Linked DNA regions of Mus musculus: region 1 is linked to region 2. Evidence: chromatin contacts called from public Hi-C data. All regions are on one chromosome and are shown on one strand. The core of a region is the stretch at or near the end of the contact, and the rest is flanking DNA. Distances in the headings are between cores, read along the strand shown.

Evidence for each region. Hi-C and Micro-C count contacts between places; a contact is called where the count stands out from the background.
Region 1: a Hi-C map of the N1E-115 cell line shows a contact between it and region 2, with 2.6 times the contacts expected there. The contact joins two enhancer-like sites. A contact is called at or near these places in 3 of 39 promoter capture datasets (the C10 cell line, cranial neural crest and hippocampal neurons), 6 of 484 Hi-C or Micro-C datasets (the N1E-115 cell line, embryonic stem cells, frontal cortex and 2 more) and 1 of 115 datasets of contacts at active chromatin or transcription factors (fibro-adipogenic progenitors).

What each region holds. Positions count from the first base shown.
Region 1 is chr5:43,548,100-43,554,748 of GRCm38.p6, reverse strand. All of the region lies in intron 1 of C1qtnf7 (C1q and tumor necrosis factor related protein 7), which reads right to left. Among named protein-coding and RNA genes, the nearest start is that of Gm15866, 22 kb to the left of the region's middle. Within about 2 kb of position 4,153, at least 29 of the 459 cell types and tissues checked have an H3K27ac peak or open chromatin away from gene starts, as enhancers often do. A contact at or near this core is called in the N1E-115 cell line, where this site is marked.
Region 2 is chr5:43,420,475-43,427,831 of GRCm38.p6, reverse strand. No RefSeq gene overlaps it. Among named protein-coding and RNA genes, the nearest start is that of Gm43699, 70 kb to the right of the region's middle. Within about 2 kb of position 4,586, at least 14 of the 459 cell types and tissues checked have an H3K27ac peak or open chromatin away from gene starts, as enhancers often do. A contact at or near this core is called in the N1E-115 cell line, where this site is marked.

The DNA.
Region 1 (6,649 bases), core at 2,904-5,403, 130 kb before region 2:
GGCAGAGATTGGTTTTGTTTTTGTTTGTTTGTTTTAATCTTCACATACTTACTCCTAGCATGATACTAAGAAAGAAAAGGAAACTCCAAAACAGGATTCCAAGGCTAAAAGAAAACCTCTCAGATTTATCAGGCTCTGCAGTTCATGGGTGATAGATCAGGTCTACGATGTGTTTCACTGGGCTGGAGTAAAGTACCTGCCGGGAAAAGGAGAGGACCCAAGTTCAGTCCCTGGGACCTATGGAGCCTTGGAGAATGGCATATTCCTGGGGCTTGCTAGCTAGCCACCCTAGGATGCTTGACAAGCTCTGAGTTAATGAAAGCCTATGTCTAAAAAAAATTTTTTTTAAGGTGGACAGAGGCAGAGATTGTCTTTAGCCCTTCAGGCATGCACACATGTGTACCCATACAATCATGAATATGCACATGATAATGAATTATTTTTAATGGGTTTCAGTGTCATCTGCTTCAATCTGGATTTAGCTCTGTGTGTTTCCTTATGACCGAAGTCCTGTGCTAAATGTCTCTTTATCAGCAGTGAGTCCCTAAGCACCTTAGTCAAGAAGTGCCCCTTTCCTGTCTGTCCATTTCTTCCTTCTGTCCACTAACTTACTTGGTTCTTCACTTAGTCTGTGAAGGGGCCATTTGGGTCTATGGTTCTTTTGTTTGTAGTTTCCTCTAAGGCAGGGTTCACAAGAGCAGGCCCTTTGGTTCTTGCTTACTGCTATGTCTAGTGGAGTGGTTTTCAACCTGTGGGTCATGATCCCTTTGGGGTCAGACAATGCTTTCACAGGGGTTATCTAAGACCATCAGAAAACACAGATATTTAAATTGCAATTCATTACAGGAGCAAAATTGCAGTTGTGATGTGGCAATGAAAATAATTTTATGGTGGGAGTTCCTATAGCATGAAGAATTGTTTAAAGAGTCATAGTATTAGGGGGGTTGAGAAACACTAGTCTAGAGTAATGATTGGCACATATTGGGTGTTCAGTAAATGCTTATTGATCAGGTAGAGCAAGACGAGGGCTGCAATAGCAACAGGTCCTATTGAGCATATATCATGCAGACCACTGGGCTAAGCTGTTTATGTCTGTGACACAAAGGGAAGAGAGTAGTGATATGCTGGGATTCTTGAGGTTAAAGCTGATGAAGAGAGAATTATTTCTTTTCTAGCCGTGATACTGTTCCATGGTTCCTGTTTCCCACTACCTCCATGACCCCTTTCTCAGGCATGAAGTTCCCAGCTTCCACGCATGCATTTGGCCTTTCGCCCTCGGTTTTTCATATGCTTGTGCTAAAGTGGTCACAGAGACATTTTACTCCACACAATAAATAGATAAAAGTTTTAAAAATAAATTTCTCCAATATAGGTAGATAATCTAAATGTCTTCTCATCTGTTGATAAAATCTATTAACTGAATTTTAAAAGATATTTATTTTATTTTATGTGTGTGGGGTTTTTGCCTGCATGTTTGTGCAGCATATGTAGGCTGTGCCTACAGAATCCAGAAGAAGACATCAGATCTCCAGAACTGGAGTTAAAGACAGTTGTGAGCTACCACGTGGGTGCCGGGAATTGAACCAGGGTCCTACGGAAGACAAACCAGTGCTCTTAACCACCAAGGCATCTCTCCAGCCCCTTACCTATTTTTTAAGGCTGCACTGATTTGTAATAATAATAAAACAGGGGTTAGATGAAAGCAATCTTAAGCCCCACTGTTCACTGGAGCAGTTAAAGGGACTGCAACAAAAAGTTTTTAAAGTGGTCACATGGCTTAGAAAGCGGCATATGTCAAAAGGGAAGGAATTCACTGGACATAATGAAGACTTCCTATTACCATTTTTTTTATTAAAGATTTATTTTATTTATATGAGTACACTAGCTGTCTTCAGACACACCAGAAGAGGGCGTCAGATCCCACTACAGATGGTTGTGAGCCACCATGTGGTTGCTGGGATTTGAACTCAGGACCTCTGGAAGAGCAGTCAGTGCTCTTAACTGCTGAGCCATCTCTCCAGCCCCTCCTATTACTATTTTAAGCGTGCTTGCTTGCTTACGAGTCCATAACCCTGACTGTTATTGACTGTGATCACAGGACATGACAAAATTTTGTGTGGGAAGAAAATGGACACTCTCCTGCCCTCAGCAGAGCTCTGCTTTCTTCAGGTAAAGGTCAGGCTGGACACACAGCCTTTACTTAGCCCCAGACCACAGAGCTGGCTGAGCATGGTAGCTGGTGAACTCTGACCCGCAACTGAATTATCTGGACGATTTACTAACAGAGGATCACAGGCCCCTGAGTTTGTAAATGAAACACTGAGCCAGGCATGGTTAGAAGTTAGTTGATAGTGACGGTGAGCAGCTCTTGGAAGGCATGGCCCTGCCCCCGAACAGCTTGGCGAGGGCAGGACAAATGTGGACCATGAAAGCACACAGGATTGGAATTAGGAAACCTGTTTTCTAATTCCTATCCCTGTTACCATGGAGCTGAGTGCTGCTGGGTAAGTTTCTTCATTCTCTTGAGCTTCAATTCCTTTGAGTGAAATCAAAGTTATCAGTGCTTTCTCAGAAGGCCACCATAACAACTACTAGGGCGGTGGTCCTCAACCTGTGGGTTGAGACCCATTTGAGTGCATATCAGTTTTCCTGAATATCAGGTATTTGCGTTAGGCTTCGTGACAGTAACAAAATTACAGTTGGGAAGTAGCCATGAAGGGATTTTATGGTTGAGGGTCACCACAACATGAAGAACTATGGTAACCATCACAGCTTTAGGAAGTTTGAGAACCACTGTTGGGAAGTTATGTGAAGGATTCCAACCATAGGAAAAGATGACAGTCTAGAATTTTTGCAATAATGAAAGTAGAAAGTTTTCTTTCTAATCTGCATAGCCAGCTGCCCATGTGACCTTGGCTAGCCATCTCACTAGCTTTAGTTTTCTCATACATTAATGAGGCGTGAAAATCTGTAATATGGACTCTAACCTTTATTTGATACATGCTGCTGATATATTATAGAGAGGAAACTGAAGTGCAGGGGCATTATGTAAACACACATCCACACAGAAGCCAGTTTGCTTATGTCCCCAGTCCTTCTAGCTTCACATTCTGTATCCCTTGGCAGCCACCAACCTTCTCTATGGAGCAGGGGAGATGGACCAAACCCACTCTAAGTGCTCAGTAATATTTCCCCTTAATTCTTCTCCTTTTACATTCTATATTCAGTTCCTCTATCTTATGACGTAGCATAGCAAACATGTCAAACAGCAAGCATCCAGTGTGTTTAGCTCCTACCTATAAAATGAAAACTAGCTTGTGCTATGTTATGACCACTCACGTGCTTGTTCTAACTGAGTTGACATTTGCTGTGTCTTTCAGTCAGTCCAGGAGACAGATGACATCTATTTAGGTGACGGTGAGGGGAAGAACGAGACCACGCTTGCTCACCATCACCCTCACTGGATGCCATGGCGTGAGCCCAAATTACACAAAGAAAGACAGATTTTATCAGCTAGTATTAGAAGTGCTTATTCTTGTAAATTTGGGAAATTTCCAGGGAGTCTGGAGCACACACGTTAAGCAAGGGTGTGGTACCTTTCAAATTTAAATAAAAACTTTGTGGGAGATAGAATCTGGTAGTGGGGCAGGTGGTGAGATCTTGGGGGACACATGTCTCATACAGACTTTGAACCATGATGAGGGCTCTAAAAAAGGACACTGGACTCTTGAAGAAGCTGTATGGTTTTATGGCAGAAAAATCCACTGAAAACAAAATGATTCCTTTGAAGTTTGTTATTCTCTCTCCATGATTCCAAAGTCACAAGCCACAATCCAATTTAAAATACTGATTAAAAAAATGCACGCCGAACTTGCACACCATTTATGAGAGCACACATTCTATTCTCGGAATTGCTCTTAACAAGAATCCATTGTTTCTCGTACAGTTGCTTATGCTCCTGTCCTGAGCTATCCCCCTCAGCCACGTGGAGTGGCACATTTGTTTAATCATAAAATGGACAGTAAATAAATCAGCACTCTTAGCAAACTGTAAATCAAGCACAGGATCTATCCATTACAAAGTACTCTAGACAGAGCAGGGTTGGCTCAGAGGTTTTCTTCCTCCTCTCTTAGACTCTCAGAGCAAATCAAAGGCAGCACCTTCACCCTGGGTTCAGCAGGAGCAGACTCGCAGGCAATCCTGTCTTTCAGGGGGAGGTGAGATGTCTTCTTTGCTTGTTCCCAAGGTTTCTGAGTGATACTCCCTGTAAGTACTGATCTGTGAGAGGAGGAGTGGAAGTCTGGGGGCTTTTCAAAACCAACCCAGGCAAAGCTGAGCCCCACTTTCACTTTTCCTCTTCAGTTTGGCACAAGTGTCTCCCATAACTGTTTAATCGACTAAGCCTGAGTCAGTAAACACCCCGAAGTATCAAAGAAGCACACAGAGAGTGTAAGACAACAGAAGCCAAGACTCTTCTCCAGGGTGGAAATAGCCTGAAGATGTCTGCGTGGATGAGGAAGAGGGCTGTTTACTTTCAGCATTTTCAAGAACGTTCAACAGCTGGATGCTTGGAACTTTGCACAGATGTGGACTTTAGCGTAAAGCCCCTTTTCTCTGGCAGCAAGAAGCACTCACTCCCCTTCCCCCCTCACCTCTGCTTGGCTTCAGTGTATTTTCCTGATTTGCTTTTTAAAAGCATACTCCTAAGCTTCAAAGGGTGGCAGATAGAGGCAGCCTGGAAGGGCAGGGTGTCCAGTGGTGCAGGAGTCTCTGCAGAGTGCCTGACTATTGGAAGGGGCTTCACAAACAAAGAAAAAAGAATAAAACAAATATCCTTCTTTATCTGCTGGCTTGCTCCCTAAATCATATTTAGGAAAGAGTGCCGAGTGTTGATAATATCTAAAGTTCAGCTGAATGTCTCATGCTTCATGTGCAGGGAATCAAGGAGCTCTGACGGAGCTTTTGAGACCAGCTGCTATTATTTCTTAATTGCTGCTAGAGAGAATATTTGTGAGGGCCATCAATGTCATCACCTTCAACTGGCCGTGGGAAGATGTGAAGGTTTGTAAAGCTCCATGAGGAGCACATAGCTAGCAGAAAATCTGGTGCCAACCCCTCCCCACCCCCCCAGTCCCCATTTGCCTTTAGCACTATGTCCATAATTGGAGGTGGAAGCAGATGCACAGTTTTGATAGTGGAATTTGGCCTTTAGGAATTGTGTCACCGGACAAGGTTATTTCTGTCTCTAAGTTATGGTTCTGAAAGCTATTAAATGGGATGGTAATATTAATGGCCTTTGCTTGGGTATATATTGTGTTGATCCTTGAGAAAATGTTTCACCAAGGATACAAGCAATTGCACCATGGGACGGAATGTCATCAGCATGGCCCCTTGCTTGTGCCTCCGTTCTCATGCTCTGTTTAGTGTTGCTGGAAGAAGGCACTGAGAGAAAGGTTGAGTTTTGGTCATAGAATCGGACTCAATGTAGAGAAAACATGCCAAGCCAGATAAAGAGGCATAGCCTGTCTAGACGTTCGTTCAGAGAGATTACTAGATGTGGAAAGAGAAAACTCAAGATGAAAACACGCACTGCCTAGAATATTTATCAGCAAAGGGTAGCTTAGGGAGTCACTTAAGTATTCCAAACCAGTTTTCTCACTGGATATATGATTCCTCATTTTGCTGTGGTGATGACCTGAGGGGTGAGTAAGTCTTGTGATGGAGTCCATACTAATCAGGTTAGTGACCATATCAAAGTTACCCTTCTTCTATGTGACTATATAACCTTTGACTTCTCTGGAGGATTCAGATGATATAAGCAAAGGCTAGAGCCTTACCAGATGCTAAATTGCCTTTTATTTTGATCTTGGACCTACCAAGTCTCAAGATCTGTGAGGAATACATTGTTTATAAGTTACCAGGTCTGTGGCATTTTCTCAGAGCTTGACTACTGAATTAAGACAGTAATGTCTCCAGCATAAAATACAGAGACAATCTTGTTAATGGCCTGGGAGCACTTCTGTTTCCTACTTTATCCATGGCGCTGGTTCAGAGTCCTGATGTCAGGACTCCTGTTCTGCCCCCTCCTCTTCTAAGGAGTGCATCTTACCCCATCTCTCATCCACCTCTTGGTAATTGTCTCTCTATGATTGCCACTTTTTTTCTTCAATTGATTCCAAATCGTCTTTCCATTTTTGTTTATCCTTATAATAGGCACAGATGCCAAATAACAGATCTGTTTTCCTCTTGAAAATGTACACAGCTCAGACCTAACTCATATTTAATTATGCCATTGGCTCCTAACATCCTTTCATAAACTCATTTTTTAAATGTCATTTCAGTTAAGACTCGTGCTTTGTCTTTTGCAAGAGCAATTTTCTAATTAAGCCTTGTCTCTGATGTGCTGGACCTGACATGTGAATGTTGGCAGCATTTAACTCACTCTGTGAGTGAGGCTGGAGAGAGGGATAGCAGAGATAATTTTGATGATGCCAACTTGTGTTCCTCTCATTGGATCCTTGAAACAACTTTTCAAAGTTGGTAGTGAGTCAAAAAGATAGTTAGGTGGCCACCAATAACCAATGGTGGCCTGTGACATCTGTCTGTCTGCCTAAAGGGAAAGATGTAGTCTTACTGAAGATCTCTCCAT
Region 2 (7,357 bases), core at 3,337-5,836:
TAAAACCAGAGACACTGAAACTTATAGAGGAGAAAGTGGGGAAAAGCCTTGAAGATATGGGCACAGGGGAAAAATTCCTGAACAGAACAGCAATGGCTTGTGCTGTAAGATCGAGAATTGACAAATGGGACATAATGAAACTCCAAAGTTTCTGCAAGGCAAAAGACACCGTCAATAAGACAAAAAGACCACCAACAGATTGGGAAAGGATCTTTACCTATCCTAAATCAGATAGGGGACTAATATCCAACATATATAAAGAACTCAAGAAGGTGGACTTCAGAAAATCAAATAACCCCATTAAAAAATGGGGCTCAGAACTGAACAAAGAATTCTCACCTGAGGAATACCGAATGGCAGAGAAGCACCTGAAAAAATGTTCAACATCCTTAATCATCAGGGAAATGCAAATCAAAACAACCCTGAGATTCCACCTCACACCAGTCAGAATGGCTAAGATAAAAAATTCAGGTGACAGCAGATGCTGGCGTGGATGTGGAGAAAGAGGAACACTCCTCCATTGTTGGTGGGAGTGCAGGCTTGTACAACCACTCTGGAAATCAGTCTGGCGGTTCCTCAGAAAACTGGACATAGTACTACCAGAGGATCCAGCAATACCTCTCCTGGGCATATATCCAGAAGATACCCCAACTGGTAAGAAGGACACATGCTCCACTATGTTCATAGCAGCCTTATTTATAATAGCCAGAAGCTGGAAAGAACCTAGATGCCCCTCAACAGAGGAATGGATACAGAAAATGTGGTACATCTACACAATGGAGTACTACTCAGCTATTAAAAAGAATGAATTTATGAAATTCCTAGCCAAATGGATGGACCTGGAGGGCATCATCCTGAGTGAGGTAACACATTCACAAAGAAACTCACACAATATGTACTCACTGATAAGTGGATATTAGCCCCAAACCTAGGATACCCAAGATATAAGATATAATTTGCTAAACACATGAAACTCAAGAAGAATGAAGACTGAAGTGTGGACACTATGCCCCTCCTTAGAATTGGGAACAAAACACCCATGGAAGGAGTTACAGAGACAAAGTTTGGAGCTGAGATGAAAGGATGGACCATGTAGAGACTGCCATATCCAGGGATCCACCCCATAATCAGCATCCAAACGCTGACACCATTGCATACACTAGCAAGATTTTATTGAAAGGACGCAGATGTAGCTGTCTCTTGTGAGACTATGCTGGGGCCTAGCAAACACAGAAGTGGATGCTCACAGTCAGCTAATGGATGGATCATAGGGCTCCCAATGGAGGAGCTAGAGAAAGTAGACAAGGAGCTAAAGGGATCTGCAACCCTATAGGTGGAACAACATTATGAACTAACCAGTACACCGGAGCTCTTGACTCTAGCTGCATATATATCAAAAGATGGCCTAGTCGGCCATCACTGGAAATAGAGGCCCATTGGACTTGCAAACTTTATATGCCCCAGTACAGGGGAACACCAGGGCCAAAAAGGGGGAGTGGGTGGGCAGGGGAGTGGGGGTGGGTGGATATGGGGGACTTTTGGTATAGCATTGGAAATGTAAATGAGCTAAATACCTAATAAAAAATGAAAAAAAAAAAAAAGAAAGAAATAAGTGAAGAAAAACTAATACAAAAAAAAAAAAAAAAAAAAAAAGCAGCACCAGTTCTGGGCTCAAGGTCTCTTCGCCTCTACAATCAAGCTCTCTCAATAAACGTGTGCAGAAGGATCCTGTTGCAGCGTCGTTTTTCCTGGCCAGTCGAGCGCACGCAAGACAGGATGGTTAGAAATTTTTGCAGAGGGTCATATTCGATCTTAAATACTCCTGAGGATGAATACGAGGCTGCCAGAGGGAAAGATGGTCAAGGCATCTAATGACCAGAGCACAGAACCAGGCCTAAGACCTGCTGTCTCCTTTACTTACACCAGGGCAGTCCTCCCTTCCTGATACAGGAACTGGTTTGCTAAGCCCCTCTACTCTACCTAAGAGATAGATTCTTGTTAGGGATTAGTTCTAGTGCTTTGTCTTAATTCAACTCACAAAAGTGGCGCTTCCAGAATTGGCTGGGCAGGGAGACAGGTGGGACTTTTAGATTGTGTGGGCAAGGGACTGAAGGAGCCACAGAAGCCACTCCTGTGATTGGATCTGAGGTAGCAGAGATAAAATATAGATTTTAAAAGATGTTTACTCAGGAATACTGGAGGGGCATGTGTGCTAGCTGTGGGGACGTTTAGAAGTGTCCAGTCATTGAGCTAGTCAAGGCATATTAAAATTAGCTGGTGTGTGTGTGTGTGTGTGTGTGTGTGTGTGTGTGTGTGTGTGTGTGTTGTGTTGTGTTTATGTATGTGTGTGTGTTTCATTTGTGAATCCAGAGCTCTTGGGCTGTGCAGGACATGCACATGTGACCCAGTAGCTAGAGTGGTTAACTAATTCACCACTACAGGCTCTATATGTTCCCATTGTATGGATAAAGCCACTAAGCCCCAGAGCAACAGTATCCTTTATACAGCATCCCATGGCTGGAATGTGGGAGCATTTCTGGTTATGGGGCCTATAGCCTTTCTTCAATACCCTATTGTATGTGTTCCTCAGAGTGGCTAGTGTGTACAAGATTCAGAGGTCTAGAACATGTGTGTTTGCACTCAGGGCACGAGATTATCGAGCCAATCCGGCTACCCATTTCCTTCCAGGTGTAAGAGTTCAGTCAGCACAAGCACCTCCAGCCAGTACAGAACCACTTCCTGTCTGCCTTTGAGGCTGTCTTCTCTTGATGGCTTTCAGAGGCTTGGAGCTCAGGTCCGTTTGACAGAATAAGAAGGGAAGCTAGCCCATTTTCATCCACCCCATTTCCTAAGCACTCTGAGGTAACTTCCGTTTGCTTTCCTGTTTAGGCCGGGATGGCCATGCTTCAGTGTGCCCTCCATACCCACAGCAAGCCCTAGCATCTCAGGGCCCAGACTGAAGGGTGGGGCAGGAAGTCCCACCCATGCATCTATTGGCCATAGCTTTGCCAGAGAATGGGCTTCTTAAAGAACTTAGTGGCTGCAGCCTGGAAAGAGATAGCAGAGGACGCAGAGTGAAAGGAAACCCAGAGGAAGCACTGCTTGCAAGCCGGAAAGCCTTCGCATTCTAAGCCCCACCCCTGCTGTGAATTCCTAACAGGGTTTTTTGGTCCAAACCTGCAGCTTGATCTTGTTAAAATAAATGTAGTAAAATGGAGTCAACATGGACACTCCCTGTGACCTTGCTCCAGAGACTCTCCAGCTTTGGCCTGTGTTTTCTCCGTGCAAAGTGAGCAAATGATTGGAATCCATACCTAGTGGCTTTCCTATTTCCCGGTGATTTGATGGTGGGTAAGCCTCTTATCCTCTCCTTACCTCAGGGTCCACATCTCTAAGAGGAGATCATGAAAGTCCCCAGGAACTGGCACGGGAATAAACACACTATCAAACACCAAGCCCCTCAGAAACATACTGAGGCCAGCTAAGTGCCCTGCAGTTAAATTTGCTGTCACGGCTACATTTTTCTTTGGTGAAAGAGAAATAACAACAGCGTTGACATAGGGCTGTGGTAAAGAGCGACTAGATATCCCAGAGGGATTAGTACAGAGATGGTGCAGGGAAGGGAGAGTAGAAAGGCTGGCCAGAGAGACTCCTCAATAGGGCAATTTGGCAACTCTGAATACGGGTGGCCAAATTTTATCTCTGCTAATTAGCAAGTGAGTAGATCTGGTTAACTTATGCAGTTTATTTATCTAGGAAGGGATATTTGGCGGAAAGGGGAAAGTTGGAAGGCAATGGGATGCGTGGAAATCACAGTGGCGGCAATCAGGCTTGCACACCTGGCTCTGCCATGTAGGTCTTTGTAGCTGGGTTTTTCCTCTCCTTGGGCTTCTGCTTCTTCCTCTTCTGTAAACGGGAGCTCCAAGTAAGATCCCAAGTGATGGTTTCTTTTTGTTTTGTTTTGTTTTTTGATTTTTGGTTTTTTTGTTTGTTTGTTTTGTTTTACATCACTCCCATCCCCTGGTAGTTATAGACAGTAAAATTATTGAAACAACTAATTTAGTGTGGTCTAGTTGAGATGATGCCAATCTCCACTCATGACATTTCTTGCCAAGCCTATACTCGTTTGTATGACAGATAGTTATTGATCTACGGGGCTTTCATTTGTTGGAGATACATCGACGAACCAACCATACAAATTCCAGCTCTCAAGGAAGAGGGTAGACAGACCAAAAAAGTAGGAAGGATATGAATAAATGAAGAGCTTCAGACTTACAGTGTGAGTGGTTTTAGGTAGCCCTGTGCACCTGGTCCCCACTGATTGCTGTTTGTCCTTGCCCCACGGAAGCTCCCAGCATATGGTGAAACGACCATGGAATCCAAACCCTGAGAACAGTGATTCCGATGCACCTGTGCATCGGCAGGGCACTTTCATTTGAAATGAGTTATTTCTGTCAGGTCCCAGAGCAGACCTGAGGTGATCTTGTTAACATTATTTCAATTCTGAGACTTACAAGGAAGCTGAAACACAGCTTCCTGTCAGACCAACACAGCAGGTCCTGGAGAGGAGTTATTTGCACATTGCTGCCCCCTGGTGGTATTATGAAATGTAGCCATGACTTGACAGTTGAGGACAAACTGTTACCTCAGAAGCCACAGAGCTCTTGGACACATCTGTCAGATCCTGAAGTCTGAACAGTGAAGCTTTAAAAAGCTGATAACATGACTAGGAGGATGATTTCAGACAAGTTGACCACGACAAGACTTTTCACTCTGGTAGGAAAGATCTCAGATGTCCCTCTTCAGGAGTGTATGGCCAAGCCAGGGGTGTGTAAAAGATTTCCCAGTTCTGAGATCCCAGGAGTGTTGCCTAGGGAGTCCGTGTGTGAACTTTAGGGAGTCTTTTAGCTTTAGTAATGAAAGATCAGTAGTCTCCAAATGTCTAGGAGGTGTTAGATTCAGATGTCCAGGGAGCTCTGGGCCAGCACCTCAGGTAAGTCTGTGTAGTGGGACCCTGGTATTTGCTTATTTATTCACAGATTTCCTATTTTGTATCAATCTAGGTGGCTGATAACCCAGGTAGGCTACTGCTTTTAGACACAGAAGATGGGACAAGGTGGGTTCCAGAGTCTCTCTTAAATGGGTGCTAATCTGAAGCTCTGAGGGTAAGAGCATTTGCTGTGTGTGTAAGCATGAAGACCCCAGTTCAAACCCCCAGCACCCCTGTAAGAATCTTGGCATGACTGGGCACAAACCTGAAACCCCAGTGATGTGAGGGGTTATCAGGCTGGTAATTTTGACACATTTCTTAACCATTTTTAAATGTCTATTTCCTCCTCTTAGGAAGGGAACACAGTAACATGGTAGAGTTCATCAACGCAAGGTTAACGATAGGTATGCAGAAGAGACTGATAGTGTTCAGTGCCTACTAGATGCTTCCTATATACAAGCTTGTCACTAGCTTTGACCTCATCAGTCATATAAACTTACAAAGCACCTCAGGATTCATGCTGATGTGAAATCCTCTTTGTGGTGGTCTTAGAACCAGGCTACTAGTACGTTTGGAGCAATCTTCAAAAATAATGAGAAATTCTACATACACACTATGACCATTTTATAGGGTTATTTCTGTCAGAAAGTGCTTTGAAAGTCACTACAAGGACAATTCTGTTTGGTGGGGGGGGGCGTAAAAACACAAATGACCCTATTTCTCATCTTTATTTCTGATCAAGGCTATAATTTTATTGTAGAGACTAATAATTCTTATGTTGTCTAGTAGAAAAACTGGCCTGTATCTTGCTATATCTGTGCTTGAATTATTTGTCCCTGTGATGGTTTGTATATGCTTGCTCCAGGGAGTGGCAGTATTAGGAAGTGTAGCCTTGTTGGATCAGGTGTGTCAGTGTGGGCTTTAATGTCCCTGTCCTAGATACCTGGAAGTCAGTATTCTGCTAGCACCCTTCAGATGAAGATGTAGAATTCTCAGCAACTCCTACATCATGCCTGCCTGGATGCTGCCATGGTCCTGCCTTGAACCTCTGAACCTGTAAGCCAGGCCCAATTAAATGTTGTTCTTATAAGAGTTGCCTTGGTCCTGGTGTTTGTTCACAGCAGTAAGACCCTAACTGAGACAGTCCCTTTCCCCAGTCAATGCAATGAAATTTAATCACCAATGTGATGTAGGAAATGAGGCTGGGGAAGGTGGTTACATCATGAGGGCAAAGTCCCATGAGTGGGGTTTATTTTATGTTCATTCACATATACCCATGTTTATGTGTATATGTATGTGTCTGTGATGCAGTGGTCATAAAGGGACATTAGGTTTCCAGCTCTACTCTTTGCTGTAATCCTTTGAGACAGGGTCTCTCGCTAAATTTGGAGCTAGGTACCACCAAGTTGCAGCAATCATCATGTCTCCACCTCTCACAGCACTGGGGTTCCAATCTTGTGCTTGGCATGCCCCAATTTTTACAGCAGGTGCTCTTACTCACTGAGCCCTCCTGCCCCCAGCTATGGACTGATGCCCTTTTCAAAGGCTCCCCACAACGATCTTTACATGAATTTCAACTGACAGGAAAATGTCACCTATCTGCTAATAGCTTTTATTTTACAGTAAGAAAAGCATCTAAGGCTCAGGGACACCATGTGACTTAGCACGAGTCATTCAGGTAGAATGCAGGGACAGCATATGAAACTCAAGTCTATCTGACTCTTTAATCCATAATTTTACTTCCAAGTTTAAATTTTTAGCTTTTATAAAATTATGAACACATGTTGTTTATTAATCAAGTTTCAATTTTGGCTAGATTGGGCATATTCAGGGTGGCATGGCATTAGACTCAAATTTCTATTTTGAGTGTCTATATATTTCTAAATGAATAGGCTATTTTGTTATTTCTTGATCTATTCCAACCATCACCTTCTTGTTTCCAAATACTGAACGTGGGCATTTATCTATATTCCCAGCTTCCTCTCATGCTATTAGCAGTCTCCTCACCTACAAAAAAAAACAAAAAAAACAACAACAAAAAAAAAAAAACAAAAAAAATCAAAAAAAATCACAGTTCCTTAGGTTTTTTTTTTCTTTTTCTTTTTTTTTCTTTTTCTTTTTTAGTATATATATTTTTATTAGGTATTTTCTTTATTTACCTTTTAAATGTATTCCCCTTTCCTGGTTTCCCCTCCAAAAACCCCAATTCTCTTCTCCTTCACCCTGCTCACCAACCCAGCCACTTCCACTACTTTGTCCTACTCAGGGGCATAGAGCTTTCACAGGAACAAGGGCCTGTTGCATTCCCATTGATGATCGACAAGGCCATCCTCTGCTACATATACAGCTGGAGTGATGGGTCCCTCC